Regions from separate parts of the Mus musculus genome. Here all the other regions are linked to region 2. Evidence: chromatin contacts called from public Hi-C data. All regions are on one chromosome and are shown on one strand. Each heading gives the region's core, a stretch centred on a gene start, on an enhancer-like site or on the middle of the called end of the contact. The rest is flanking DNA. Distances are from core to core; before and after follow the strand shown. Region 1 overlaps Frmd4a (FERM domain containing 4A). Region 2 has its middle 17 kb from the start of Sephs1. Region 3 overlaps Frmd4a (FERM domain containing 4A). Region 4 overlaps Frmd4a (FERM domain containing 4A).

What was found. Hi-C and Micro-C count contacts between places; a contact is called where the count stands out from the background.
Region 1: a Hi-C map of the N1E-115 cell line shows a contact between it and region 2, with 9 times the contacts expected there. The contact joins two enhancer-like sites. A contact is called at or near these places in 6 of 39 promoter capture datasets (the 3T3-L1 cell line, the C10 cell line, the HPC-7 cell line and 3 more), 1 of 15 datasets of contacts at CTCF or cohesin (the NIH/3T3 cell line), 5 of 484 Hi-C or Micro-C datasets (CD8 T cells, the G1E-ER4 cell line, the N1E-115 cell line and 2 more), 16 of 115 datasets of contacts at active chromatin or transcription factors (the 230-238 cell line, T-cell acute lymphoblastic leukemia, acute myeloid leukemia and 9 more) and 2 of 9 other capture datasets (embryonic stem cells and pancreatic islet).
Region 3: a contact with region 2 is called in a Hi-C map of the N1E-115 cell line, with 11 times the contacts expected there. The contact joins two enhancer-like sites. A contact is called at or near these places in 1 of 39 promoter capture datasets (hippocampal neurons), 1 of 15 datasets of contacts at CTCF or cohesin (embryonic stem cells), 1 of 484 Hi-C or Micro-C datasets (the N1E-115 cell line) and 7 of 115 datasets of contacts at active chromatin or transcription factors (the NIH/3T3 cell line, astrocytes, embryonic forebrain and 4 more).
Region 4: a contact with region 2 is called in a Hi-C map of the N1E-115 cell line, with 6 times the contacts expected there. The contact joins two enhancer-like sites. A contact is called at or near these places in 7 of 39 promoter capture datasets (HPC-7-derived erythroid cells, embryonic stem cells, hippocampal neurons and 3 more), 2 of 15 datasets of contacts at CTCF or cohesin (the G1E-ER4 cell line and large pre-B cells), 35 of 484 Hi-C or Micro-C datasets (the AML12 cell line, the AtT-20 cell line, B cells and 20 more), 4 of 115 datasets of contacts at active chromatin or transcription factors (T-cell acute lymphoblastic leukemia, embryonic stem cells and stem cell-derived neural progenitor cells) and 1 of 9 other capture datasets (embryonic stem cells).

Annotation. Positions count from the first base shown.
Region 1 is chr2:4,552,089-4,558,193 of GRCm38.p6, reverse strand. All of the region lies in intron 11 of Frmd4a (FERM domain containing 4A), which reads right to left. Among named protein-coding and RNA genes, the nearest start is that of Gm13179, 39 kb to the left of the region's middle. RefSeq lists an enhancer at 319-2,050. Within about 2 kb of position 2,838, at least 88 of the 459 cell types and tissues checked have an H3K27ac peak or open chromatin away from gene starts, as enhancers often do. A contact at or near this core is called in the N1E-115 cell line, where this site is marked.
Region 2 is chr2:4,861,687-4,867,991 of GRCm38.p6, reverse strand. No RefSeq gene overlaps it. Among named protein-coding and RNA genes, the nearest start is that of Sephs1, 17 kb to the left of the region's middle. Within about 2 kb of position 2,406, at least 14 of the 459 cell types and tissues checked have an H3K27ac peak or open chromatin away from gene starts, as enhancers often do. A contact at or near this core is called in the N1E-115 cell line, where this site is marked.
Region 3 is chr2:4,405,123-4,411,211 of GRCm38.p6, reverse strand. The region is part of intron 1 of Frmd4a (FERM domain containing 4A); the gene reads right to left. Among named protein-coding and RNA genes, the nearest start is that of Gm23691, 27 kb to the right of the region's middle. Within about 2 kb of position 4,356, at least 51 of the 459 cell types and tissues checked have an H3K27ac peak or open chromatin away from gene starts, as enhancers often do. A contact at or near this core is called in the N1E-115 cell line, where this site is marked.
Region 4 is chr2:4,596,902-4,602,751 of GRCm38.p6, reverse strand. Frmd4a (FERM domain containing 4A) reads right to left here. Exons shown (of 23, transcript NM_172475.3): 18 at 5,358-5,414; 19 at 1,397-1,637; 20 at 473-637. Among named protein-coding and RNA genes, the nearest start is that of Gm13179, 5.3 kb to the right of the region's middle. Within about 2 kb of position 1,266, at least 22 of the 459 cell types and tissues checked have an H3K27ac peak or open chromatin away from gene starts, as enhancers often do. A contact at or near this core is called in the N1E-115 cell line, where this site is marked.

The DNA.
Region 1 (6,105 bases), core at 1,589-4,088, 310 kb after region 2:
ACTTCTCCCCAAAGAAAGATATGTCCTTCTTAGACCCTACCCTGTACCAACTCTAACAAAGCAACGTGGACCCTGTACAGGACTGGCTTTATGGATGTGTGACTCAAGTGCCCCTTGCTCAAGAGGGTCATTCGCTTGCTGCTGCCATCTTGAAATTTCCAATGTGTTTTGATCTATTTGGCATGGGCCCTACAAGTGATATATCTGGTCCTGGTCTTGGTAGCATGGAGTAGGGGTTGGGAGTTAAGGACCCCATCTGTATCTGATGTACAGATCAGAGAAAGTAGACCCCTCCCTGGGAGGCAAGGAAGTTACACCTGACACAAACACTCAGGAGAAAGCCCCACTTGTGTATTTTTTTCAGGAGTGCCTCCAGGCCCGATAAAGAACCCTGGAGCACAACCCTCTGAGGGTTGGTTTCCTGGCAACTCCTCCTTCCCCAGCTCCTTGAAAAAATCCAAACCACAAACCATGCCTTTCCTCTAAGTGGTCCCTGCTGCTGTGTAGTGTGGAGATCCGTGTGTCTGCCAAAGGCCCAAATAGAACCATCTGGGCGTGCTGCAGCCCCTCATCTTTAGCCAGGGTGGCTGTCCAGGGAAAGGGGTGGGGCTTCCACTTCAGTGCTGCTCTGAAGGGTGAACACTGGAGTCATGGCTCTCAGGGTGTGTCCACAGGGTAATGCATTTTCTGTAGAAAATTTCGTAGCTGGGACAAAGCAATAGAGTCCCTGATAGCTGTTTTAGCACAACTTTATTTTGGTTTTTATTTTGCAAAGTAAATACTGAGAAGGAAAGCTGGGAGTAGACAGTTTTTCTAGATTAGAAAACCTTCTAATCTTCTTGGGGACATCGGAAGTGTCCTGCAGAACTGGATGAGGATAGGCAGGCAGGCAACAACACTGGCTACTGATTTTTTTTTTTTTCTCACTTAGGAGAGGGGTGGAGCTAGGGACCCATCCAGCTGCTCGAGGTTGGGGGAAGCAGGAACTAGAAGGCTGAAGGGGTGGAGAGGGCAGAGACAGCTGCTGCTGGCAGGAAAGGCTGGATGTCATTTAAGCTAAAGGCACTCTGCTCTTCATGGGGGTCTGGGGCATTTTTGTTCATATGACGTTAAAGCCCCTGGCTGCTGGACACTCAGTTTTAAGGCTGGCATTGCAAAACGAACCAACCAACCAAAACCAAAAATCCAAAACAAAACAAAACAAAAGCAACCAAACAGACCAATAAAAACCGACAATATGGAGAGAGGCAAAGGGGAGATGTCCAGTTTCCTGTTTTCCTGTAAATATCGGGGGATGAGCTCTCACTCTGCTGGTACTGCACCATCCCTGGGGGCTGCTCAGGAGGAGCCCCCATGCCCTGGTTTGCAGAGACGACAACCCATCCCTGGCACTATGATTTGGGATGTGTCATAAAGACACACCAGACAGTCGTGGCAATGACTGGGCTAGCTCCCTAAAGACTTCAGCTACTTCTATGCCCAACAATCTAATTATAAACTCAACTATGTGGTCCTATCAATAATCAGAGTTTCTACTGATCAATACCTGTTAAATCAGGGCATTTTGGCTATGCATCTCCACAAATCCCCACAGACACTTTTGTTTCCTTGCTCACTGAGCAGCCCCCTCCCTGCCCTTTGTGAAGAAAAACTGCAAATTTTCTTGAGGGTGAAGGAAAAGAAACAAGGCACACAAGAAGTGAGGGGAAACTGCCTCGGGCCACACAACTGGTTTCCGAAGGAACCAGAAATAGAAGTCCAAGGCACCTGGTCCATTACTCCAGCTGCTAATTATGCTGCGTTCCCGGGACCCCGCCAATTAGCGAGAACAGCTCTCACTCACTGATGCGTGGTTAACTTTACAAGTGGAGTGCTTTCTCACAAAGGAGCAACCAGGCGGCGGCTGTGAGAAAGGGGCTTCCAGCCAGGCTTGTTCTCCCAGACATGATCACTCTGCTTTGCTTTCACACTATAAATATAATAATAATACGAATAATACATGTGTCCTCCTTTCTTGTAGATCTACCTTCATCCAGGCTCTACAGAGCACCTGCCTCAACACTCAGCAGCCTCAGTCAGAGACTAAGAGACGACAATAGTCTTAGTTATGAATGGACGTGGGGATATAACAATAGCCTTAGTTATGACTGGAGCTTGCGTAGGAAATAAAAGCGTTAACCTAGCATGGTGGCTCTTGCTTGTGAGCCCATCACTCAGAAGGCTGAGGCAAGAGGATCAGCCTCAGATACTATCAAGTCCCTGTCTCTGATAATAAGGATTGTGGTAATTGTACGAGTTAAGAGGTTTCTAAAGATGGCTTAGAGGAACCATCAGGAAGGGGTTTTACTAAACCAGTGTTTGCTACCATCATTGGAACCCCAATGGTCCCAGATAAGGGCTCTCAGCCTTTGACCTAGGCTTCCTAGGGTCACAGGTCCTCTACTGTCTCATTCTGGTCCCAAGTGCCCTCATGTATAAAACCAAGAAGGGAAACATTTATCCATGGAGAGCAAACAAAAGTGGCTAATAACTATTGTCTTTGGGCCCTGAATATGACAAGGTGCTCTATAAATCCTTAATGAGCAGGGGCCTCCCAGACCCTGGCTCCAATTAGTCCACTAGATTCACACATCCTGTGCATGGCTGAGGACGAGGCCTCGGCTCCACTGGACTTCCTCTCCAGCCAGCACTTGTGAAGCATTGTGGGCTGGCATGTGGAGTAGGCGGCAGGCTGTCAGGATGGTGTAGAAATAACGACTTGAGAGGAAGCCCAGCCTAATGGCTCTGATTCTCCACCAGGACTTTAGGGAGCCTTGTCTTCCTCCTGTCCCCGAGGCTGAGTCATAGAGCCCCTAAATGACCTCCCTGTGAGTAACTTCCTGCTTCATCCAGAGGGACCATTATACAGAATCCAATCAGCCATCTGGATCGCGTCCTCCTTTCCCAGATGAAGTTGCTCTGGTGGGCAGAGACTCAGAGCCGCCAGAGGTTAAGTATGTGATTGATGTTGGGACCTGGCTTGTGACTTCTTGTCCTGGTCTTTTTCTATTGTGCCACAAAGCCCCAGTGAAGAGCAAGAACAATGATGCTTCAGATCCTAGAGAGACTAGCTTTGGCCATCTGATGGCACATGATGTTGCGTACATTCCAAACACGCCCAAGTTCTCAAAGAGGAGGACACATATAGTAATGGTCCCCAAGCACAGAACAAGACAGAAAGACAAAAACAAAACAACAAAATAAAAAACAAAAACAAACCCCACTTCCTAATTTCACTTCTGCTCTTTCCTGAGACACCATCACACATGACTCCCTGCGTTTATCTTTCTATCAGGACATTAAAAAAATGAGGCATCAAATAGAGGTGCCACAGAAAATTCCCAATGTCGTGCATGCAGGGGACTTGGTCTCGTGCATCCCGGGAATGTATGGGAGAAGACAGAAGCAGGCATCCGAATGAGGAAGAAGAGTTGGGACTTTGTGTCCATTTTAAATATGGACACAAATACTTTTGTAGGCGTCCAATATGGTTTACTCTATTTATAAAGAAAAGAGAGGCAGAGGTATTGTGGTCGACCACAGATCTCCATCTAATCTAAGCTCTTTTATCCACTGGCATTTGTGGATGTCTGCTTGGTACTGGCTATGCTCCTGGGCAAGAGGAAGAACACGACACCCAGCGTGTATTTTTTTTAAGACTTATTTATTTATTATATGTGTGTACACTGTAGCTGTCTTCAGACACTCCAGAAGAGGGCATCAGATTTTTGTTACAGATGGTTGTGAGCCACATGTGGTTGCTGGGATCTGAACTCGGGACCTTTGGAAGAGCAGTTGATGCTCTTAACCACTGAGCCATCTCACCAGCCCCCAGCATGTATTTCTACAGCTATCCCTTCACCCCACAGTGTATGCGTCTGCTCGTCCTTCCGCCCAGGGGTTGAAAATATTTGAAAAAAATTATATGGACTGAACACTGTTTTTTTGTTTTTTGTTTTTGTTATTTTAAATCTTGTCACTATTCCCAAATGGATATCATACCATAACTACTTCCATAGCATTTCTACTGAATTAAGCACTACAAACCTGATAGACATGAGTTAAAGTATTTGGGAACCTGAACATGTTGGCTTCCATCTATAATCCTAGTACTCAAAGGGCTGAGGCAGAAGATTGTTGGCAGTTTGAATCCAGATTAGGATGCACAGTGTAGAGAGTCCCAGGCCAGGCTCAGTTAAACAGTGAAACCCTGCTTCTAGAACTGAAAGAAGTGAAAGTATAGAGACAATCATAATGGGTCATAGGCAAATACTGCATTATTTTATGTAAGGGGTTTACTAACCCAAGGCTCTGGAACTAACTAATCGCCGTGGACAATGAAGGCCAGCTTCCATTGCCAACTCTCAGGTCACTCCATCATCAAAGGAATTCAGGGTAGGAACTCAAAGCAGGAATCTTGCAGCAGGGACTGAAGTAGGAGCCATGGAAGAATGCTGCCTACTAGCTCCCCACTGCCTCCCCACAAACAGGATCACTTTCCCAGGGATAGCACTGCCCATAATGAGCCTGGCTCTTCACCATCCATCACTGATGAAGGAAACGCCTCACAGGCAGGCTACCTTGCAGGCTCGTCTTACAGAGGCATTTACTTTGCTGAAGTTCCCTATTGACAGATGAGTCTAGCTTATGTCCACGTTGACAAAAACCTAGCCAACACAAAGACAACAACAAGATAACCTTGGCCTGGCAGTCAAAGGTTCTCCCTTCTGGCCCTGAACGTGCAAAGCCTTTTAAATTCGAATCTCTAAAATGAGATAGTCATATATTCTGTGCATATATAGGTCAGAGCTGGCATTGCAAATTCAAAACAACTCAATACCATTCTCTTGGATTCATTACAACAACAACAATAAGCAAATAACAACAACAAAAATAAAACAAAATAATAGACATTAAGAGCACAGGATTCAAAGGCATAGTATCTATCAAGTATTTGATGGCTATGTATCTTTAGAAACTTTGTGTCTTTATTCATTTTAGAACTAATACTATGAATAACAATACTTTCCTATAATGCTGCTGAACTAATGCATCAGTAGATACAGAGTGTCTAGTCAGCGTTCAGCCACTGCTCACTATTCTGATGGCTGTTTCTTGTTACTCAGTACACACTACTCTCCTTCCTAATGTAAAACATGAAAATGCTGCTTCTAGTTTTCTCATGTACCAGCTAAAGTTCAAGTTTGCACAATTTTTTTGAAAGATGATGAATATGTTACCAAGGGTATTAAAATATTTTCCTTACATGTTTTACATTTATTTATTTATTTATTTATTTAGTGTGTGAGAGACAGAGACAGAGACAGAGAAAGGCTGTCTGGGGCAGGGGGGGCGGGGGGTGGGTCAGAGGACAAAGTGTAGGCGTTGTTTCTCTTCTTCTACTCTGTGGGTTCCAGAGATAGAACTCAGGCTATCAGACTGGGTGACAAGTGCCTTTACCATCCCCCAAATCTTATCTTCTCAACTGAAATTTTCACATGGTAAGCATGAGCCTAGCCCAAGGCTCTTCATTCTATTTGGGCAGAGTTCAAGATATTCTCTTTGAGTTGTTTGTCCCAGTCATTTCTAGCGGATTCTGTCACCTGCTGATGTATATATAACTCTCTTTATATCATCTCCATCACATGAATCACCCCAAATTGCATCGATTTGTGATGTTACAATGCATACTAGGCAAGCACCCTACCAAGCCACAACCCCAATCCCATCGCAATGTGACCAGGGATCATCTTGACCATTGTCCTGCTATGACATTTAATCTCAGAATATTGATCTGAAAAATCAAATGTTCTCCTATAATAGAACTTAGTGAGGTTAGACACCATGGGGACCAAATTAGGCCCTTCCAAATTAACAAACTATGACCACAGGCAGTGAATAGAGGCACATGTCCTCCATACTTTATTCAGCATTCACAAGCATCTATTTCCTCTTGGAGATGCTTGCACACCCAGCAACTAGAACAATGGCTACTTTTTCTCCACAGCCAGATCTAATGGACTCAATGTGTTTACTCAGCCTGGTCTCCCCTCCCCTTTCACTGTC
Region 2 (6,305 bases), core at 1,157-3,656:
GCTACTTACTGGTTCTTAGTTTCTGTTGTTGTTTTTAATGTGGGTTCTGGGGCTTGAACTCGGGTCCTCATGTGAAGCAAGTCCTTCATGGGCTGAGCTGTCATCTCCCTAAGGCTTCTCGTACAGTGTTTCTGAGCAAGTTTTACCTAGATATTCTTTGGAGGACTTTTTGTGTTGGATGCTAGATACTATTGTAAATAAAACTGTCCGGGACTTTTGATGTCTTCTTTCTCTCCTCATAAAAAGCTACCTGGAACAATCAATCGCCTTAAGGGTGATTACATGGGGTTTTTGTTTCCACCCCTGTTTGCTTGGTCTGGTTGCTTTAGCCATCGTTACGGGAGCACAGTGAGCAAAGCTGTCTAACTCACGTCATCTGGGAATGAGAGACGGAGAGTGGAAAGAGAAGAGGAGAAGAGAAAAGGAGAAGGTAGGGAGAGTGGGGGAGGGGTTGCAGGGTCTTCTTTGAGGACACTCCGGGTATGTTACAGTCAGACCCATCTCCTAATGTTCCACTCCCATCCACTGGAGCCACATACTGGGAACTAAGTCTTTAGCATTTGTACTTAACTATCCAAACTATACTAGCCTTAGCCTTATGGTACATTCTCCTGCCCCGACATTAAAAGGCCAGTCCCTTGACAGACAGTACCTACCTTTAATCCCAGCACTTGGGAAGCAGAGGCAGGAGGATCTCTATGAGTTCAAGGCTATCCTGGTTTACCAAGCAAGTTCCAGAACACCCTGTCTCAAAAAAACCAAAAACCAAAACCAACCAACCAACCAACCAAACAAACAAACAAAAGCCAGTCCTTAAACTGTCTATATCTGGTCCTCAGCCCTGGAATTTGGTGGGGAAGCACATTTGGGGTCCTACTGAACCTTGTCTGTTGACTGACACTGGAGGGGGAGCCATCAGTGCTGTGGTGTTTTGGGGTACAGTCAAGGGATCAGTGCTGGGGGTGCTTTGGGGTACAGCCAGGAGATCTCTGTTCTTATGTGAGGCTACCTCCTCCCGCACCCAACTCAAGGAGCTGAGTATCCCACCAAAGGTTGCTGCAGAGGTCACAAATGAAATTCTCTTTAGATTTTTATATGTGGCTCTTTCAGCAGGGCCATAGGGATAGCCCTAGCTGTGGTATTAGTTGCCCTGTGGTGTTCGGAGCTCCAGTTTGGATGGGATCTGGTTGTTTCTTCTTGGAAGCCCAGGTCTCTTTGGCAGCCTTTGTGGGCACTCCTCAAGCTGTCTGCCCTGGGCAGCATTTTATATAACACCCAGTGACCAGCCTTTCTCAGAGGTACTTAGCATCCAAGGCAAAGTGGGATACAGCCCAATTCCTAAAGTGTGTGGGGAGGTGTGAGATGTTCTGGATTGTTAAAAAAGTTCAGAATCTCTGCTTAAGCAAAACAACTATTTAGTGTTTGTGGTGTGTCTTTGTGTGTGCTCACATGCGGGTATGTGCATGTTGTATGTATGCGCATTCATGGGGAGGCCAGAGCACAGCCTTGAGAGTCACCCTTACAGATGGCCTCCTCCTCCTCCTTTGAGGCAGGGTCTCTCCCGGGCCTGGGGCTCACTAATTGGGTTCGATGGGTTGTCCATCCATCAAGCTGCAGAGATCTGTCTATTTCTGTTCCGGGTGCTGGGCTTCCTAGTATGCGCCACCAAGACTATCAGTTCCTTTTCCCATTAAATCCAGAAGCAAGTTTATTTGTGCCATAATCTTTTTATTATCATTATTTTTATTCATTCATTTTACATCCCACTCACTGCCAATCCTTCTGGTCACCCCATCTCACAATCCTTCTCCCATCCCTCCTTCGCTTCTCCTCTGAGAGGGTGGAGGCCCCCAATGCCCATCATTTTCATGTGGGTTTGAGGACCAAATCCATACCTTATAGGTGTGCAGAGCATGCAATTTATTGTGCTCTCTCTCCAGTTTCCTTAGCTTGGCTTTTAAAGTCCCTGAAGACATGGCTTCTCTCTCTGCCCTCCCCGTGATTATATAAGGTTCAGGAAAAGCAGAGTGTCTCCTGGCTCACAGGGGATGTGCTTGCCTGTGTCTGAGGCTTATGGGTTATTATTCTATCTTATTTTTTGTTCGTTTGTCTGGGACAGCAACCCAGCACCACAGCTCTACTGCCCCATCCACGTGTATCGCTCTCTCACTTATCGCTTTAAATTAGCCTCAGACACCAGAAGCCACTGCAGAGCCTGGCCAACTTCTGGAAACTGCCATCTATCTGTCTCCCTCTGTCATGTATCCCAGCTGTTTATCTAGGTCCTTGTAGGCTGTGGACCTCTTATGCAAGCATCTTAATCAAGATGATCCCTTTAATAACACACAGCATATTTTCTAATGTGAGGCTATAAAAATGCATTGTTCAGAATGCGGAGGATGTGGTGTTTTGTCCTCGGGTGGCCGGAATGAGTGAAGCATGAAGCTATATCCAGGATGACAGCAGCTGTCACAGTCTAGACTTGGTGTGGTCTGGAGACAGTTCTGTTAGTGAGGCAGTGCAGGGAGGAAGCTGGATCGCGTTCACAGAAAGCAGCAGCCCCGGAGGATGGATAATCTCATAAACGGTCAGCATGAAAGGACAGTGTGGACACCGGGCACTCTTCCTTCCCCAGGGCACATGAGTGGGGTTACAGGATCTATATAAGAAGGAAGGGCATGGTGGGCAGAGTTTGAAATCCCAGTACTGGCATGGATGCCTGGGCCTCACTGGACAGCCAGCCTACAGAACCTGGCAGGCTCTGGGTGAGAGTGAGAGAGTCTGTCTCAAAAAAAAATTAGGTGGACAGTGTGGAACAACACCTGAAGATGACTTCTGGGCTCTACATGCAGGCACACACACATGACAGCACACACACATACATCTATCTACACCCATACCTGCAAGACACGGGGGCAACAGTGAAGTTATAAACAACACTAAGAGTTCGAGGAGTGGTGCCCTGGCCAAGGGTCATCACTACTGCAAGGTTACTTCAGAGGTGACTTGACGTGTTCATACGCTGCAGAGAACTAAGGCAGTCACCGCCTTTCAGGGTCTCCTACAGATAACATCCCGTGGAATTTGAGACTTGGTTGTTATACGCGTTTGCTTGTCATTTGTGACACTTGGAGGGGTGATTTTCGCTCTGGGGACTGCTGATGTATTTCAAAGAGATTTACCTGCTTCTCCTTAGAGAGAGTCTTTGTATTATTTATTAATCAAGCTGAGCTCTGAATTACAATTTTCCTTCCAGTGTGTTTGGCGCAATTCTCACTTTGGCCAGCAGATGGCAGGATAACACAGTGTACTGAGTTAGGATTTGCCTGGAAGGTTGGAGCAGTAGCTCCTCAGTTCTGTGCACTCTCCCCCCAGCCCCCGCCCCCATAAACTGCAATTGTGTGTGTGTGTGTGTGTGTGTGTGGTGTACATGAGTGTGTGTGTGTCTGTGTGTGTGTGTGTCTGTGTGGTGTGTACATGAGTGTGTGTGTGTGTCTGTGTGTGTGTGTGTGTATCTGAGTATGTGTTTGTGTGGTGTGTGTGTGTGTCTGAGTGTGTGTGTGTTTCTGTGTGTCTGTGTGGTGTGTACGTGAGTGTGTCTGTGTGTCTGTGTGGTGTGTACATGAGTGTGTTTCTGTGTGTCTGTGAGTGTGTATGTATGTCTGAGTATGTGTTTGTGTGGTGTGTGTGTGTGTCTGAGTGTGTGTGTATGTGTGGTGTTAAAACCTGAACACCTTCAAGACATCAAACATAGAGGGTGTCCAGGCATTGCTGTTGGAAGCCGTGGCTGGCTGCATGCAGTGCCATTGGGTGGCTGCGCTCTGACTTGGCCTTGACCGTGAAATCTGAAAAGCTCAGCACTTTTTCTGAGCTGGTCTTGTTCCCATTCTTGTCGAGAGAAAGCCTAGTATGTGGACACACAGAAGAGATAAAATCACAAGCTAGGAAGGCATGCCTTGTGGAATGCCAGATACAGAGAAACACATGGAAAAGAAATACGGCAAACTTCACGCTGGTACAGAAACACAGAAGAGCAAGGGTTTCTGGGAAATTCTGATTTGTTTACAGTACTGAAGATTGAACCTAGGGCCTCAAGCATGCTGGTCTATATTCCCAGTCCTCTTTCAAATTGTGTAGTCTAGCCTCAGACTCATTCTGTAGCCCAAGCAGGCCTTGAACTTGGACCTTACCCACCCTAGCCTCTAGAGTACCCAGGTCATAGACCTGCGCAGCAGGCTCAGCTTGTGTGTCTGTATTATGATCTTACTACTCTAAAATGAAAGACTTGTATGATACTGTTAGCATACTGTTGCCGTTATTTGGTGCAATCACCATCTATTTCTATCTGCTGAAGAGGAATGTGCTGTTTGATGGCTTTGCCAATCTCTCCACATTCCAGGAAAAAAAAAATCCCAGCATTCTAAGGAAGCATGGCAGCCTCTCCCTTACACTTCGTGACCTGTGCGTCATCTGTGCACCAAAGCGTTGGAGTGGAGGTGGTAGAACCGACGCACTGAGCTCTTTGGTTGATATGAAATGTGTGCCTGGCACAGAGCGGACACCGGAACACAGTGACTATTTGGTGTCTGATTGGTGGTTAGATGGGTGGCCCTAACTATGACTTTAGGTAGTAGAGCAGGTACCTTCCAAATCTCAGAGTCTACAGTTCTACAGGACGCAGGGGGATGATCACATATGCTGTTCTTTGGCGTTGTTGAGTTGCTGTACTGAGCCCCTGGATGGAAAATGCTTCTGCGGGTCTTGAGTGCGCTCTTTTGCAGCGTCAGTGACTAAATCAAGGCCACAAACGCCAGGCAAGCGCTCTGCCATCGAACCCCTTCCTAGTCTCAAGGTCACGGTAGCCAAGGCTGGCCTCAAACTTCTGATCCCTCAAGGTCACGGTAGCCAAGGCTAGCCTCAAACTTCTGATCCCCCATCACTACTCCTATAGCAATTATAGGCATGTGCCATAGTCACTGTGCGGTTGCTGTAAAGGGATTCCATGACCGTGGAAATTCGTATAAAGGAAAGCATTAAACTAGGGCTGGCTTACACTCAGAGGTTTACTTTGTTATGTCATGGCAGGAAGCATAGCAGCATGTAGCTAAGATTTCTATATCCAGATCAGAGAGAGAGAGAGTGAGCGAGAGAGAGAGAGAGAGAGAGAGAGAGAGAGAGAGAGAGAGACTGGGCCTGGCTTGAGCATTTGAAACCCCAAAGCCCACCTCCATTGAGACACTTCTCCCAACAAGGTCACACCTCCCAATCCTTTTAAGTAGCCCCCTGTGACCAAGCATTCAAAGATAGGAGCTTATGGTTCAAACCACCACACCATGCAAGAGCAGGCTCAGTGCTGGGAATTGAACCCAGGGCTTCTTGCATGCTGGCTCCAGTCTACCAACTGAGCTACATCCCAAGTCTTGTAACCAAGTTAAAGTCAATGGAATAGCAAGCTACTTTGTTTCAGTAAATGTAATTTTTTCGGGGAAGGCCAAGTCTGAAACAGCTGACCTTCCCCACAGGAGACTTTGAGATTAAGAAGATGTAAACGCTGATGTTTTTGGAGCTCGTGAGGGGAAAAAAATAGATAACTAGAACGAGATATTATGACATCGTGGTCACATACACTTGTAAATCCTGTCATGTCTCCATTCAGGAGATTTATAATGTCCATAAGCACCTTACAAACTCAGCAACTTTGTTTAAAGAAAATCAAATCTCTAACTAAAGGAAACAGAATTAGAGCTACAGTTGCAACTTTCAATTGTCTGGTAGCCTTGTTGAAAAGACACAAATGATATTGAGTTTAACACTGTTTTATTTACACCCATAAATACTAAATAACGTCATTTCAACACGCAACCAAAAATGTAAGAGCTCATTAATATTTCTGAAACGTGGCTTTTACTCAGGGTTTGCTTTAGTTACTTTTCTATCGCTGGGAAGACACCATGATCAAGGCAACTTATGAGAGAAAGCATTTAACTGTTGGCTTGCCTACCGTAGTTTCAGAGGTGAGTCCATGACCACCGTGGCCCGAGCAAGGCGGCAGGCAGGGATGACGCTGGAGCAGTAGCTGAGAGCCCACATCTGATCCAATCACAGGAAGCAGAGGAAAGGGATAGATGGGCCTGGCATGGGACTTTGGAAACCTCAAAGTCCACCCCAGTGACACACCTCCTCCAACAAGGCCACACCTCCTCCAACAAGGCCGCACCTCCTCCAACAAGGCCACACCTCCTCCAACAAGGCCACACCTCCTAATCCTTTCTAAACAGTCCACCAACTGGGAAAATAAATTAAAT
Region 3 (6,089 bases), core at 3,107-5,606, 460 kb after region 2:
GTTCCCTGAAGTCACACTTCTGCCTCCATTTATCCTGGGGCCTCACCAGGCGAGGGAAGAGCTCTACCACTTTCCAGCCCTGACTCTTTGTGTTAACTGCAATGTAAGGATGTGGAAGATGGCTCAGTTGGTAAAATATTTGCCATGCAAATCCAGAACCCAGCACACATGAAACAGTCCTCAGAAGCAGTGATGTGTCCATTAGGCGTTCAGCCTAGCCAAACTGATGAACTCTAGGTTCAGTAAGAGATGGAAAATGATGACAGAGGAAGACACTTGATGCTGACCTCAGGTGTCCATGCAAACACGCACATGCATGCAATGCACAGCCCCTCCCGACACACACAATGTGTGCATATCCACATATCCACAGATGGACACTACACAAAGGGTGAAATAAAGTGATGCCTTCTTCCCATTTCCCTCCAACTGCTTTATTCATCTCCATGGCAATTTCCACCCTCAGCATCCTAATAATTTATTCATCGATTATGTTTATTGCTTGCCTCTTCTTTAGCTACAAGCTCCTCCAGGACAAGTGTGTTCTTACTAACACCCTACTAAAATGCGTTGGGTCTGTGTTGGGTCTCCGTATGCATGTGCTTACATGTGCACATGCATCTGTATATGTGCACACACACACCTTTACACACACACATCTGTACACACAAACATCTGTACACAACAAAAAGCTGTGACCTAGAGGGTCAGGAGGTACTACTGAAGGCTCCAGCCAAAGAATGAACAATATGTTTCAGCCACAGGATTAAGTCCAAGGTCAGAGGAAAGACTCTGTGTGTGTGTGTGTGTGTGTGTGTGTGTGTGTGTGTGTGTGTGTGTGTGTAAGACAATGGAAGAAAGGAAGTTTAAGAAATAATAAGCTGCCGGAGTATGTGAAGGGCCTTTTGTTTTATGCTGAGGAGTTTGGTCTACAGGGAACACAGATGAGGAAGGGGACAAGGAACAGAGGAGAGGGTGCGCTCGCGAGTGTTTATGAGTGGAGCTGGGGCCAGAGAGTGGTGAATGGATATATTGTAGTGGTTTTATAATGACTCAGGAGAGGGGAGATCCTGAGACAAGATTGTGGGAGCAGACACCTTGCTTGAAGAGACTGACAAATGGTAGATCTGGTTTTGGAAACAGTAATCCTAAGAAGCTCAATGCAGGGGGAGCTGAGACTCTGCAACTGAAAGGAAGTGGGGAGGCAGACTGGTGAGTCAGCCCTCACAGGACAATGATTTTAAAGCCTCACGAGGAAGAGGAAGAGGAGTGATTAGAAAACCACAGGTGGCGCTCCCAGTAACAAAGAGAAAGGCAGCAGAGATCTTTTGAACTCTGGGACATCATCTGAGGGTTCGGAAAAGAACATGGAGAAATGGACAGGACCGAGAAGCAGCCATGACGAAGCTGGTGTGACAGACAGGTGACCCCATGTAAGAGGATCAGAGGAGAAGGCAGGAGACACTGGCCTGGCAATTGGCATCTTCACCTTCCAGCTAACCCTGCAGACCACAGGACCCTGGGCGCTTCATCCCTCCTTTCCTATGCACTAGCATGCAGCCATTTTCCTCAGTATAAAACCCAAACCATGGCCATGCAAAGCCTACAGTTCAGAATCTTCCCGCTGAGTGTTTGCTCCTCCTCTTGGAGTGTGGTCATTTCTACTGGCAAGACAAAAACACTCTAGCTACAGAAGAAACAAAGGACTGTGTTTTGGGTATTATTCTCTGAATAGTTGGCTATCTTTCCAAGTTGGAAGTTGTAGAACTCAGCATTAAAAGAGTTTGGAATCTCTATTGACTAAGCTACAGCCTTGGGAACGGGAAGGGACACAAACCAAATTGTTGCGGACTACAAAAACCATGTTTTCCACAATAAAGAAAGGAAGGAACCACACACAAATACCAGCTTATAATTTCTCTGTGAAATAACAGACATGTTCCACCCTGTCTAGGCAAAAAGATAGCCATAGGTTATCCCTCAAATATAGCCTAGTCTTGGAAGCAAGAAGATAGAATGTTCTATAAATACTTTCTGTTTATGCATGTTAACACTTTTAGTCTATGCATCTAGTCAGTCCGTCACCAGGAAGCCTGGCATTGCTTGTGATTCATTTTACTGGCCAAGTATGCAGATCATCTAGGTAAGTTGGCATATTAATTTCTCATTTTGCAGGGATACTATCCTGGGATCTTCAGTGTGATTGGGTGATTGAGGCAATTTGGGGGTGGGGCTCCAAAAAAGCATCCTGCATTTTCAGGTTGTAATACGGTTTCTACTATTAATGCAGTACATTAATTATTAAAGGTTTATTAACTGTTCAAGTGCCTGTTTAGTTCTTTGTTTGCTTATTATGAATGTGGGTACGCTTGTGCTATGCGGGGGTCAGGGGACAACGTAGGGGAGTCAGTTCTCTTTTTCTACCACCTTTGAGTCCTGAGGATCAAACTCTGGACTTTGGACACGAAGGGCCCTCACCTGCTGATTCATCTGAAGCCCGTAACAGGAGTTTTCCCTTTCCCTTTCGATGCTAAGTAGCAGTTAACATTACTAGACAATATGATCTTCATCAGTTTCAATTTTACCTACTCTAGAAGGCCTGTGAGTTTTCTGATCATTTTTGAGAACTGGAGAATTATTTTAGAAAGGTAAGGGGCTGCAACCCACTAGCACAAAGCCCAAATCATCTTTCCTCTCTTCCTTCCTTCTTCCTCTATTTTAATGCCTCTTAATGTACTGAGACCCAGACACAGCCTCAGGCTTTCTCATTATCTCCCGGTTATTTTCCCTCACGCCCCCATTACATCACTGGGCACCCCCATTCCCATTAACTACCTTTTTTTTAAAATAAACGTTTCCCTGTTTCCAGTAATGATGATGGCTAGGGTCATGTGTTTTCCTGCACGAGCTCTCTCTGAAAGGCTGGGGTGACTTTTACAAATATGTCAGCTAATGTTTGTCCCCACTGTCCTCCTTTCTATGACATTTCAGCATTATAAGGGAAAATGTATGACTTATTTTATGTCTACATTTCTTCTTAGACCCCTAACATGTTCTAAATCTCTGCAGAGTTAGTATTGTTGATCCTTCCAATGTCAGAAGAGCAGATCAGAGACAAAATTTCTTATTGAAAAAAATTAACATTCTGTCTATCTATCTACCCATCCATCTATCTATTCATCCATCCATCCATGCATGTGGGGAGAGCCACACACTCTGCATGTATGTGAGGGTCAGCAGTCTCCTGGAAGCTAGTGCTCTCTTCCAGTTTGTGCCCCAGAGATGGAACTCAGGCTATCACGATTGATGGCAAGCACCTCTACCCACTGACCCACCTCATGGACCCCTCGTGTCTTTTGCTAAACACCTTGCACACCTTTTGCATCTCAGGTGCTTCGTAGCTGTTCTCTCATGCAAGCCTCTGAATGTGACTTCGCTTACTGAAGCTAAAGCTAAGAGAGATTTGGGAGCTCACTACAGGTCTTACAGTCAGAAGGTGGAAGACCTGGCTAGATAACAAACCCAGAGAAGATGCCACAGTGTACACTGTGTTTGTCACACTCTGATGCATCGTGTAAATACCTGCCACAAGGCAGGGATGTTTGCCTTGGTCCAGTAGGCAAGGCTCCTCAATGTGAATATCTTCTCACTGATAAAAGTGATCTCTACAGTTCTTTCATTGCTATAATGCTCTCTCCCCAAAATGTTCAATGGTTCAATCACATGCAGATATATTGTGCAGGCTGCCCTGAGCTCTGGGTGCACCCTGAGGCCCTCACAGTCATAGCTGTGGCTCTTAACATCGTCTGTCACCTTCTGCACATGTCTCCACACTCTTGCCAAGTCTTGCAGGCTACATCTGTGCCACTGGTCACTCTATAGTTCTTCTGTTACCAAACACTCAACGGACCCAATAAAGGGGGATTGAGAAGGCAGAACACTGCCTCACATTGTGCTCAGCTCTGAGTCTGCTTCGTGTCCTCACCACCTCCCCCCTCTCTGCTTTCTCTCTCTGAGCAACACAGAAATAAATATTGGATATTTACTGGAGGGTGGTCAGAGGCAGCCAGGAAGTGAGCAAGCCAGCCCTGAGTTACCCAGCTTGTGTAGGTGTGTCACTCAGATCCAGATGGCTCTGCACTCTTTGGGTCCCTAGTTTGGATTCGTCTCTTTACAGGCATGTGGGGAGAGCGTTAATTGTGTGTTTTACGATTATGAATGGCACAGCCTGGAGACGCTCCCATTCTGATTTCCATTTGCCGCCATACAGCATCAATCTAACTCCCCATTACACATCATTTTTTTTTTTTCATGCACTGCTCATTCAATAGGGACAAAGAAAGGCAAGGACATCGACAGATCAGGCAAATTCTGGTGGAAATGGTGGGGAGCAGGCATGAAGTTATAGGGGAAATGTTAGCTGATTCAAGTGGGAAATTATTGCTCAAAACAAAGTGTCATGGCTCTTGCCTGTAAGCCTAGCATTTGGGAAGCTGAGACAGGGGGGTTATGAGTTTGAGGTCACTGCAGGCTACATAGCAAGTCCAAGGCCAATCTGGACTACAGAATGAGACCCTGTTCCAAAAACAAAAACTTATTGTTTGAAGGCTTAGTATATTGCACCATAATAATGACTCCTGGTCGTGACGTCATCTCTAATGAGGCCTCTGTAGATCAATGTTGGAGCATGGCTTCATGCTCTGCTTGTTCAAGACCCTATAAAGTTCCCATCAGCAGCAGTGGGTCATATGTACTCAATGTTAAATGGACAAAAGTATGCAGGAGAGGCCAGTCCTGTTTGGTAACGGACCTGAGTTCAAGTCCCAGAGTCTGCATTTAAAAAAAAAAAAAAAAAGCATGCCCTTGTATTCCCAGGGCCAGAAAGACAGAGACGTGGAAGGACCCTGAGGCTCACTGACCAGGCTACCTTAGCCTACCTAAAGATTCAAGAACACTAAGATACATCTTATCCAAAAGAAAGTGAATGGATCCTGAGAAATGGTGAGAGGATGTCTTCTGGCCCACACATGTGCATGTATCAGTGCCCACACCTACCCTCCCTCCCCAAGTATGCAAGAACCATGCACTGGCAAATACATATGAAAACAGGCACAAGAAGGAACATGCAGATGTGCTCAGAGTTAAAGCCAGAGGCTATAGTATACCTGCCAATGCTTCTGACTGTGGACAACAAATTTTTGCTCCTCTTATATCATGAACACCTGGAATACCACTTTCAATAAAAATCCAAAAAATGCTGCCTAGGAGAGAAATGACACTTCCCTCCAGTGAGATCCTATGCCCGATGGCTCTGACATAGAGCCAGCTTCCATGACTGTGGGGAGATTACACATGCAGTTCAAACTGAGACCACCAGCTCATCTGTTTTTTTGTTGGACTATTTGGTAGTAATAAGGCCATTGGTAACTCAGGTCCCATAACCCTGTGACCCATCATCAACCGTAGCTTGAATCCTTAAGCAGGAATTTCTATTTTCAAGGTAAGGATTTCTTCAGAGAGTGGGGTACCCAGTTTTTACCAATACCCTTAAGAATCAGAAAGAAGACATATAGCCACTGGCGTCTAGAATAAGCATCATGGAATTTGATAATCACTGAACATCAGTTCTGCTCATTTTCTGTAAAAGATGACCTATATCGGTAGGTCTAGAACAATGTTTCTGGTAGTGGACCTGGCTCCCTTTAAGAGCAGGCTTGTAAAAGATATGCTCAGCCTAGGGATGGAGTAAGGGGTGGCCAAGGAGAGAATTGGCGAATTCAGTTGCTGGAAAGAGTGGCATCACCAGCTGTGTTCTCATTGATTCTGTCCAAACAAGCAGTGGAGTTACCTGGCCTTCCTGTGGAATACTGATGCTGCAGCCCACAGCTCCCACAGACACTACTGCACCAGTTCTTAACTGGTGTTCTTAAAGAGAGCTATTCTGGGGAAGACAAAACCAGAAGTGGACAACATTCTCAATGTGCTTTCTTCTAAATGAATGCTGGAGTAACACTCAAATCGCTCCCTTCCCCAGCAAGCTGGATTTTAGGAACCCCTTTCTCCAGGTTCCCACGACTCTAAGATGTTGC
Region 4 (5,850 bases), core at 17-2,516, 260 kb after region 2:
TACATCACCCTCACCAGTGACCTTCTGTGATGCAGCTTTACCTCTTAGAGAAGGGATATGATTCAGGGAAGTCTATTTTTCGGTTCATTTCTTTTGGTTACTATAAATGTACACCTTGAGGCATTAAAGTGGGTCCAGAATAGATTTTAGACCTCATGAGAAAGATATATGAGGAACGGAGGGTAGAGCAAAGGTTAGCCTGGGGTGTCTATGGCTGCTGCACTCTCCCACCTTAACTGGGCTAGTTTTCCTGTTTCCACTCCTACTAGGATCCTTGTTACCTGTCTTCAGAAGGCTGGGGCTCTCTGGCCCCACAAGTCCCTGGATATGGATAGAGTTGACTATATTGAGTGTCCAGGGTAAAGTGGACCTTAGCTCCCCTGTTAACTGGGCTAGATTGGAGCCAATGATGTCTTACTACACCAGGGTCTGGCCCAGAAAGGCAGGTGGCCTAAAGGCCCAGCAGACTCACCTTGTGGAATGAACATAGTGGGGACTCCGGACGCGCAGGTCTGGGGTGGATGGCATGCTAGACTGGGAATTCCAATGTGGGAGGCTTCGGATGGGACTGTTCTGCAAGGAGCTGCTTACTCCTGCCTCGGTACAGCTTCCTGTGCTGGGGAAGCGCTTGTGGCTGCTGCAAGCGAGAAGAGGGAAGCCATGCTGATCACACGAATACCATGTGGCAGCGTTGGTAGGGGCTGACTAGCTTGGGACAGTAGATCTAATTGCAGGGAGAGCTTGCCCGGGACTCCAGCTCTCACTATCCCACCTCCCCCCCTCCACTCCTCGAAGTTAAGCACAGGGTGACTATTCTCTGGAGCCTTCATCCTTAACAAGCATTGTTTTACAAGATACAGTACCTGCTAGGGTACCCTCTGGAGCTAATTAAGGAACATGAGGAAAACAGAAGCGGGCCTAAATGTCTTCCAGATAATCCTCTCTACGACGTTGATATTAACCAAGCAATGAGCTGATAATGTGTGCAGCTTGCATTTCAGCTGCTTGGCTCCAGAACTCTGCGGGAAGATCGTATAGGGTTCTATACCACCCTGAGGATCCTCAGATCCGGCTCTCCTTTGCCATTCTGGAATGCTGCTGGCTACAATTTCCTAATTAATTCCTGTGAAATGTAACAGCATTAAATCCATCTGCCAACAGGTTGACTATGAGCCAAACCCTTTCCTCCCCTCTTCCCCCCTCCCTACCTTCAGATGACAAATCTGTACTTCTGGGGGTTTGCCAGCAGAGGGCTTTGTGCGCAAAGCTGAACTGTGAGTTCCAGGAAGGAAAAGAGTATCCTTTGGCAATATTTGTAGGTTCTAATGTGGGGCAAGCCTTTGATTCTGTTTGAGCATATCCGGGGACCTCATTTGGGTGTCCCAATGTAGCTCACCTGGAATGGCCGTGGGAGGAGCGTTTCTTCACCTTCTCATAAGGCTCATCTAAAGATGACTCGCTCCACATTTTGGGCTTTAAGGGTGACTTGTCATAGTCGGTACGGTGATAGTGCAGCTGCCTGAGTCCCTCCAGGGACTGTGGGGGAGGAGGCCTGTTGTGTGATGAAGGTGGCCGAGGAGGGAGTCCCTTGTGTGGCGACTGTAAGGGGGATATTGTGCTGGTAACCTGAGAGTCTTCTGCATGGACAGGAGGAGGAAGAACTCATCAGAGACATTATTTCCACAAGAGATGGAGCCTTTGCCCAAACACACCATGTCAGTGCCTTGGAGCTACACTTCACATATGTGCCAGGGCTCTGTGACCCTCCCACACTGGGGTCAATCCAGGTCAAGGCAGAGCCCAGACTGCAGGCTTAACTGAATGTGAAGGGCACCGCTGTCACGTCTGGTTAAGTGCGAATAAAGTCTGAGTTGGATTTGGTGTCACCAACAAGTGATTGCTTCATATTAATCAGGCAAATGAAGTATTACGTTCTAACTTTTCCTTTTTAAATTTGGTGCTAAGAAATGAGCCCAGGGCCTCAGACATGCTAAGCGAGTGCTCTATCATGGAGCTATGCCATGACGTATGTTTGGAGAGACACTAAACAGATCTCCTTTGCTCTGGGGGGAGGGGAGTTAACCTTCTTGAGGATTTTATCTGCTCTGTTAATCCCTGTGTCCTCAGGGTTAAAATGACAGCTGGCATTCAGTAGGTACTCAATAAATATTTGTTGGAGGAAAAACCTGAATTGGAAGTATATCTGTGAGGTATGATTAAGTGCTGACAGATCCGCCTTCTACCATCCATGCTTCCCTCACAAGCTTCTTAAATTTCCTATAATCTATCCTGGCATATTTAATCTGTGATGTCGGAGTGGAGCCCAGAGCCTCTTGTGAGGCTCTCCACTGAGCTATAGCCTCAGCTCGGCTCAAGGTGTTTTAGAGGAAGAGGGTCCCAGTCCTTTGGGACCCTGATGGCCCAGGGTTACAGAGGAAGAAGGGTCCAGGGAGCCTCAAACCTGGATACCTCAAAGGTAGGCCAGCAGGGGTTGGCTATCTCCCCAGTCTCAACCTGGAGCCATAAAGCCAGCTCCGGCCACAACAACCCTAGTAAGAATTTATTATCCTGACAGTTATCAGCCTTCACTCCTTGTTTGACCTTATAAGTCCCCCTCCCCCAACACCTGAGTATATAAATGAAGCATCTTCTAACACCCCTGTCCTGGTCACTGGTACAGGCCACACAGACCTCACCCCAGAGACCCTGGCTACCTCCCCAGAGGCATAAGTAGCCACCCCACCCCCATAAACCTCACGGTTCTCTTCCAGAATGTGATCATTGCCAGCACTGCACTCACCTCCACCAGGCTAAGCTTCCCTCCCCCAGTCCAGCTAGTGCACAAGCAATATGCCCTGCCCCTATCCCCCAAGTACCCAGCAGCACAGTCAAAATAGTACCCTACCTCCACCATCTCTGGAGTGCAATTTCGCACATCTGTATGCTGGATGGCTTCCAAAGGAAGCAAACCCATTTAGCCAAAGAAGGCAGATGTCTCATAAGGCACAGTGACTCTTGCCTGTAATTCTAGCCCTTGGTAGACAGAGTCAGGCAGATCGGCAGTTCAAGGCCAACTTCTGTTATACAGTGGGTTTAATACCATACTGAGTTCCTTGGGACCTGGTCCAATCATAAACATCAATCCTCAACCAAGCCCCAGAGGCGCTATCTGGAAGCAATGAACTATGGGGCAGAGAAGGACAGAAACTGAGTAGAAATCTAGAGGTGAGGGGCTAGGTGTAGTAGCAGGTTCTTCTACACAGCGGAGGAGAGGGCAGAGAGACAAGGGGAGGGAGGAGAAATTCGGAGCGTGCCTAGATAGTGTGGGACCTTGAATTCCAGACAGGGAGTTGAGATTTGACCTGAAAGCTACAAGAAAACTTTCTTAACATAAGCATAGATGTGCCAGGGTGAAAATCCTGTTTTAGAACTGTTATTCTTGCAGTTTTGACCCTGGGAAAATCAACAACAGACAGGAGGAGGGTTTAATGAAGAGATTTGGTGGTAGGTGGCTTTGGGAAGAGAGGAAATGCCCAGTGTTCACAGGGAGGGGGAGGAGGGCTAGAGGGAAATTTCACCACCAACCACTCATGGAATCCTACATCCATTTTCAACTTTTCGGATTTTCATAGCTTAATTCTCAGTCACCAAAATTCAAAGGTCAGATATATATGTTCTGGTCTATGCCTGCTACTCCTTCAAATCAGACAGGAGGAGTCTCTAGGAGGTGAGAGGAGAACCGCAAGTAGGAACACAGGACATTGGAGGAGGCACTCCTAGCTCTCAGGAGGTCGGAGGCCCAGGACGTTGGGCAAAACTGTTATCATGATGTCTCAAAACTAGCTAATGACTACATATAACCCTGGGAACTCCTAGTACAAGGGGACACCACTAGCTTGTTCCTTCCTTGGCAGACCAGGGTGACATTGATCAATGCTAGGCCAGGGAGGGCCTCATATTCCAAACAGGCCTCTGTGTTCTCATGGAACACCACGGCCTCCCCACCCACTTAATGCAGCAGACAGTCAAACTCAACAATCTGATTTCTAATAGCAAGGGCAAGACAACTGGGTAGCTATTCCCTAGGTTTTCCCACATCAAGAGCAATTATTATTATTACGGCAATTATCATTATTACTGTGACTTGGGTAGGCCTTTCATGTTTTCTGTCTGAATAGCCACTTACCACTGGGTGCCTGAGGTTTTCCTAGAGGGCAAAAATAATTAACTACCAGGTAATAGATTTCCATATAATTAGTGTTCTCCTTGTCCAATGTATTGGTTTAGCAACCATAGGGAGAGCTTCAGAAATGTCTAAGTCTCGACCGCCTGCTTCTGTAGGGGTGGGAGGGGCTTCCAACTCCTTTTCTAAGACCGACCAAGAAAATATCCCTTGGCAGTTGCCAGGTTTGAGAATTCAACAGGAAATAAAACAATAACAGTTTCCAAGACTGTCTGTGTTGCTAAAGGGACATTCTCACTCTTGTCTCAGGAGCAGAGGATAGACCAAGTCCTTCCTATAACTCAGACCCTTCCAGTAGGGCCCAAACTTTGCTGTGTAACCCAAATAAATGTCTGCCTCTTTCCCAGTGTGTGTGTGTGTGCATGTGTGTGTGTGTGTGTGTGTGTGTGTGTGAGAGAGAGAGAGAGAGAGAGAGAGAGAGAGAGAGAGAGAGAGAGAGAGAACAAACGAGAACTACCCAAAGGAAGACACATATAACGCAGACTCTTTACTTCAAATTTTTCTTTTTTTTTCTTTTCTGTTTTGTTTTATTTTGGCCCAAGAGTAGAACTTGGGGCCTTGCATACGCTAGGCAAGTGTTCTCACATAAACTCCCAGGTCCTTGTTTGGTTTTGACACTGGGTCTTGCAATATAGTTTTGGTTACCTTGAACTTTTGATCATCCTGCCTCAGTTTCTAACTCTCATGTGCTGAGATTACAGGATTAAAGCTACCATGCCAGCCAAAAAAGTGCTTTGAGTATTACAGAGACAAGATATCACTTCAAGAATATAATCTATTCTTTTGGCTTATGTGGGCCAAGAATAATTCTCTAGGCCATCTATCCCAAGAGTGTCCAACCCATACCCATGGGCTATCAGAGCATACATGTTTATTTTCTATGCTATTAGAATACAAAGGCTGCAGACTGGCCATCCCTGGAAAACCAGTGTAAATGTAGACCACCGTGGGCTCAACAGTGACTCAGGGGAAAAAATGAGCCTACAAGGAATCCATCCAGTCCCCGGCCCAGCCTGCCTCTTTCCTGCCTACAAGGCCATTCCCAGGCAGCATATGGAATGACCTGGGTTTAATCTGGATTCCACGTACAAGAGCAGAGAATGGGAAAACCTACCATCTTCCAGAACGAGGGCATCCGAGAGAGAGCTGTCTTCGCTGGCGATATTTCCATCTAGAAGATAAAAAGTGAAAGTCTACAGGGTTAACGTGTTTTGGGAACACAGCCCAATGTGTAGGAAAGGAATCGTGACCTTCCCCCCAATCCTGGCCACACCCTCCCATCTCTTTTGCATCAGTAAGGAAGAAGCCCTGAAACATAAAGATGCTGTTGGGTGTTTCCCTTGACAGTCTGGTGGAGGAGGGCCATCCTCCCCACCCTGGCTCTGCAGTGGGCCCTGGCTCTGCAATGGTCCCTTGTCTTTGTGTTCTTAGGCTCTTGGTCACCAGATGCTATGGCTTAGTCTGTCCTAGAAAGGAGGTAGGATCCAGCTAAACCACGCCATTGTTCTAGAACAAACTCAGGGCAAGTACCAGCCAAACCAGAGAAGGGAGCAGCTGTTATTCAACAGATCCGAAACCAGGGGAGGGAACTCAGTTTTGCCCACATG